Linked DNA regions of Ovis aries: region 1 is linked to region 2. Evidence: chromatin contacts called from public Hi-C data. All regions are on one chromosome and are shown on one strand. The core of a region is the stretch at or near the end of the contact, and the rest is flanking DNA. Distances in the headings are between cores, read along the strand shown. Region 1 holds the start of CITED1 (Cbp/p300 interacting transactivator with Glu/Asp rich carboxy-terminal domain 1). Region 2 has its middle 15 kb from the start of ERCC6L.

Region 1 (2,700 bases), core at 114-2,613, 69 kb after region 2:
TCAGCTACGAGAAGAGTGAGAGAGGTTCAGTAACTTGCCCAAGGTCACAGCGCTAGAAAGTGGCGAGCCGGGATTCGCAGCCAGATCTGTCTTCCTCCAAGTCCTGAGCTCGCTGAGGCTGGGACTCCGTGAGCGGCCCAGCCCAGCCACTGGCATTTATAGGCAGAGGGGTGTGTGCGTGTGGGGGCGTGTGTGTGGGCGTGAGTGTGGGGGAGAGCAGAGGTCGACTGGGCAGTAAAGGCAAGTTGCCCGAATTCGCTAACTTCCATCCCTCAATTCCGCTGAACTCGGCCCGAAAAGCCCCTCTCGCCTTCAGCCCCTGAAGGAAACCTGAGCTTTGTGCAGCCCTAGAGTCGGAGCGTCCAGATGCGGTCCGGGTGATTAGCAAAGTCGGTGGAAGCCAAGCTGGAGAAAGCGCGGGCGCGGGGAGAAAAGGTGCTGCTGTCTCCGGGGGAGAAGCGGGCGCTCGGCCCGGCTGGCCGGCAGACGGGCGCGCTGGCGAGCGAACCGGCACGCTGGCTGGAGGGCGGGCGGGTGGCGGCCCCTCCGCTCCCAGCAGAGCAGCTTCCAAACAGAAAATAAGTCCCCCAGAGCCCCACAGCCAGCCCGGCCCCCGCTCGCTCCCCGCGCCCCCTCAGCTGGAGTCCCCGGCCCCGCCGCCCAGCCCAGCGCCCTGCCGGGCGGCCCGGCTTACCTCCGCGAAGCCGCCTGCCCTGGAGAGAGGGAAGCGCGGAGCCCGGTGAGCCGCGGGCACAGCGGCGGAGCCCCCAGCCCCTAGCACGCACGCCGCCACCGCCGCCGCGAGCCGGTCGCGCTCAGTGCCACCCGACCCCGGGGCGCCTGGGAAAAGCCCGCACCGCCACGCCGCGCCGCGCCGCCGCCGCACCGCACCGTGCCGCGCCAAGCAGCCCCAGCCAGCGCCCGTGCCCGCCCGCCTGCCCGCCCGCAGCTTCGGCGCCTGACTCCGGGGCGGCGGCGGCCACCGCGCTCCCTTCCCGGCGCGAGGGAACCGGCTCTCAAGCCCCCATTGCTGCCCGGAGAGCCCTGACGCACACGCACACAGCAGCAGGCTGGCCTCGGCTAGGAATCCCAGGAAGGACAGACCCTTTCCCCCCCTTTTCTGTCTCCCCCCAATTTCCACGTCTTTATAACCGGCTCAGGGCATTATTAGCACATGTCCTGGCTCGTGGGCGAGTTGGTGGCAAAATCTGAACTGGATACTCACCCAAGGGCCAGAGCGGGTGCTGCGCCTTCTTCAGCCCTTTTTTTCCCCCTTGCCAGAAACTACCCCTCGCCGGCTGTCTGTGGGCGGGCAGCCGGGCGGAGCGAGCCTCCTCTCGGCAGCTCAGCGGTGCCCCTTCTGCAGCTATGCCGCTGGGACCATTTTATAGCGGCGGCTGGCGTGTGTGGCCCTTTAAAGGCGCTCGAGCTGGTGCAGTCACAGCGGATCGTGTGAAAGCGAAGGGCCGGCTGGGGAACGGAGTCCGAGCGGCCCCGCGGGTCCGCCGGCGCTGGGGACCGGTCACGGCTCGCGGGGTGCAGCTGGCGGGCCCAGGCCGTGGTCGCCCCGAGCCCCGAGCCCCCGGCCGACGCCTGCTTTTCTAAAGCAGGAGGGGGCCCGGGCCTGGGGCACGATCTCTCCCCACCGCCCTGCATGGACTTGCCCAATAAATTGCACTTAGTAATTTCGCTGAGGCGAGGGAGAGCTGTTAGTGTCTGTTTTCTGACCTATATATAGAGGGTGGTCAGAGCGGGCTTCAGGGGGTTTGAAAGGAGAGTTATGGGCTCAGGAAATGACCCGGGGGATGGGGACACACACACACGGGACGGGGCCCAAGGGGCACAATTTGGGTTTTGTGCAGGGCTTTCTAGGAGCCTGTCTGCCCGCTTTGGGCTGCACCATATCCCTGGTTGAAGGGCTGAGGCTGAGGGGTCCCTTTCCCCTTAAAGTCGCCAGATTCCAGACAGAGCTTCATGGAAGCTGGCTGGCAGCAGTGATTTATTTTCCTCGAAGATCTGAGCTGGGATCAGTTTCAAGGGATTCTCTCCTGTGGGCTGAAGGAGGCTGGCAGGTTGCTTCGTGGCGATGGGTCAAGGATCGTGGGGCCAGGTACAGCTCACAAGGCACAGCCAAAAGGCCCAGAATGGAACAGAGTAGGAAGAGCTTGCCTGGGGGCTCGCAGGGATTCCTCTTGCCTTCCCAGTATGCCAGGTTACTTTATGATCATTATATAATCATTCCCAAGTAAAAAGAATAACATTTTCTATTAGGATCACATCTTTCTTGGGTTGGGATGTTATCTTACAAATCTTTTCGTTTAGGAGGTTCCAGTCTTCTTCATTTTAGTTCGTGCTTCTCTCGCCTCCTCCAGGAAGGCTACCAGGATTATTACCCTTCTAACCGAACTCCCCCCTCCCCTTTTTGGCCCCTTTCAGCAACAACTACTCCATTTACAGTGTTTATAAAACATGCTCCTTTTTACAAGTCCTGATGTTAAGAAAAAAGTGGGGAGGGAATGTCATGAAGTCGTTTTCACTATGTATGTGTTCTGTCTTCTTAATTGGATTTGAAGACCTAAAGGTCTTTTCCTTTCCTTTTCTTTCTTATTCTTTTTTTTTTTTTCTTTAGTACCCCAAAGTGCCCTGCATTCGCTCTTTGAACAAAGTTCTGTTTGTTGATGGACTGACCGGCTCACTGAC
Region 2 (2,700 bases), core at 117-2,616:
AGCCACCTGGCATTTACCAATGGCTTCCTAACCACCCCTATACTCCTATTCCTGTCTCTCAGTTCATTTTCTTATTAGGAAAATCTAATCTGCTCTTTAAATAGCAGCCAATAATCTTTTTAAAAAATATAAACCAGATCACATCACGCCTTTGCTTAAGACCTTTCCGTGAGTTCACAATGCACTGAAAAAAATGAACCAAACTCCTTACTGTGGCTGTAAGTCCCTAGTGACCTGGCTGGTCCAAATCTCATCCTGTTTGTTCAGTTTGCCTTAACCACATTGGCTTTATTTCTCTTCTTTGAACCACCAAGCCCATTTCCACAATCTTTGCATTTGCTATTCCCTCTGCCAGGAACACTTTCCCCTAAAATCTTAGTATGGCTGGCTCCACCTTATCATTCAGATCTCAGCCACCTCTCCCTCAAGACCTTCCTGTTTATATTCTTTGCAGCCCTTACTATTATTTAAAATTATTTCCTTTTTATTTACTTCTATATCATCTGTTCCTCCTCTAGAACATTAGCTGCATATTTGGATCTTCAATACCTGCAATAGTTCTGGTGCATAGTAGGTGCTTAAAAAATGTTTGGAATGAATGAATAGTTCAATAGTACTTTCTTGTTTTCAAAGCTTTGTCCTGGTCAGGATCTCAGATTTAGAGAGAGAGAAGAGGCTATTGCAGAAGGAAGGCCTTCTTGCTTTTCATCTCAAAACTGATTTTTAAAGGACTTTTAAGGTCTGCATCTATCCAAACAATTAGCAAAAGTGGTATCTGGTATCTATTCACTAATTAAGGCTCTCCTTTGGAACACTCGGGAGCTTCCTTTGAATTATCGCGTGTCATTGCAGGCAATAAAACGGCCTTTCTTTGTCAATATGCTTCAAAGTTGTCACTAATTCCAGCTGGCCTCGTCCCAGCCCAACTGAATGACTGAAAGGCAGAGTAAATACAATTTAATCAGCGGCTCGGCCCCCGCGGGATGAGCTGGCGGTGTCTCTGTGGGCCGCATCACTAAAAGGTGTTCCAGGGCCGTGATTTTTGCACTGAGTAAAGGCTGGCCAGCAGGGCCCCTGCTCCTGAGGCGGCGGGGGAATATGGCAGGCGCTGGTTGAGGGGGGGGGGAGTCGCAGAAAGGCAGGGAGAAACAAATGGGAAAGGAGACCATTCCACGCAGAATAGTCATTGTTCTCATAACTAGCCTGCGATTTACACTTTTACAGATTGCTTCAACCATTATCTGGTTTCTGCCCCACAACAGCCCGCATGCGGGTCAGCATAGCATCCGGCGGGAGTTACCGGGAAACGGAGGCTGGGCTGGGAGGGCCTCTGTGGCAGGGAGCCCTACCCGCCGCCCGGAACCCGGCAGCGCCGGGGCCGTTGCTATGGCGTTTCTGGAGTGCCACAAGTGCCCAGGAAGCATACAAATCGACCTGCGTGGGACACAGCCCTGTGCAAAACAACTTCCAATTTACTCGCAATGATTACCATCCTCAGATAATCGCCTGTACCCGGGCGGGCGAGGAGGGCTTGGCTGGGGGAAGGAAAGGGGCAACGGAGGGAGGGAGGTCGAGCAGAGGCGATCGAGGCTGGGGTTTCAAGGAGGAGTGGGGAAAACAGGGCGTCTTCCTGCATTCGGTACTGAGTCCTGTGGAGGACTCAGTCCTGTGCCCTTTGAAGAAAAACACACAGCCTAACAGTTTCAAGTTGTTTTTTGCGGGGAGGCGGACATGGGATGGGGCGGGGAAGAAAACCTTATTGAGGACTATAGCCTGAGAGTCAACCTCTCACATAGCTCTCAGGAACTGCTCCTAAGGAGAAGTCAGGACACACAGGAATTTTTTTTTTCCCTGAGAAATAGGTAATGTCAAGCATGCATCTTGGGAATGTATGGGCTTCCCTGGTGGCTCAGAGGATAAAGCCTCTGCCTGCAATGCAGGAGACCCAGGTTCAATCCCTGGGTTGGGAAGATACCCTGGAGAAGGAAATGGCAACCCACTCCAGTATTCTTGCCTGGAGAATCCAATGGACAGAGGTGACTGAGTGACTTCAGTCCACATCTTGGGAAAAGTTACTGCTAGTCATGAGGATCAGATATCTCAGTTAATTGTTTTAGTGATCTTTCTACTTCTGAGAAGATGCAGGAGTCCTAGGTCACTGAAATTCTTCCTTAGATATGCATCTTAACTATCTAAGGCCAGTCAATCTCCAAAGCAAGGGAATGTTTTCTGTTTTTCTCCATCTGAATTCCCCTCAGGGTGCACCATGTCAGGCGGCCTTGGGGGTGGGATGGGGAGGCTGCAGGGCTTGATGGCGGCAACATTTTATGTTTACTGGAATGGCAGGCCAACATTCTTTGTCCATACCTCTTTGGTTCTGGAAGCATACCTCTTTGGTTCAGCATTCTGGATGGATCGTATCAAGGCATTTTGTTCAATACGTACTGGGAACCTTTGGTGAAAGTTGCTTTGCCTGGCATTGGGGATGCAAAGGCCAGTCTGTGGTGGAGCATGTCACAGACTCCTGGGAGACACACAAAAGACAAGGGCCATCATTCATTCAACATGTTTATTAAGCACGAAGCATTGTGCTGAAGATACAGCAGTGAACAAAACACAAAAAATCTGTGCCTTCGGAAAGTTTACGTTGATGTGATGGGAGACCAACAACTTTTTCCTTAAGTAACAAAGGTGTACTGT

The links. A called contact is a pair of places that touch in the nucleus more often than the background predicts.
Region 1: a Hi-C map of hypothalamus shows a contact between it and region 2, with 4 times the contacts expected there. The contact joins the promoter of CITED1 here to the enhancer-like site in region 2. A contact is called at or near these places in 2 of 16 Hi-C or Micro-C datasets (hypothalamus and tail adipose tissue).

The regions. Positions count from the first base shown.
Region 1 is chrX:64,899,042-64,901,741 of ARS-UI_Ramb_v3.0, forward strand. It overlaps CITED1 (Cbp/p300 interacting transactivator with Glu/Asp rich carboxy-terminal domain 1), which reads right to left and starts at 1,364. Exons shown (of 3, transcript XM_004022187.6): 1 at 1,226-1,364. LOC121818200 (a long non-coding RNA gene) reads left to right here and starts at 234. Exons shown (of 3, transcript XR_009598891.1): 1 at 234-435; 2 at 2,630-2,700.
Region 2 is chrX:64,829,620-64,832,319 of ARS-UI_Ramb_v3.0, forward strand. No RefSeq gene overlaps it. Among named protein-coding and RNA genes, the nearest start is that of ERCC6L, 15 kb to the left of the region's middle. Within about 2 kb of position 1,367, at least 6 of the 54 cell types and tissues checked have an H3K27ac peak or open chromatin away from gene starts, as enhancers often do. A contact at or near this core is called in hypothalamus, where this site is marked.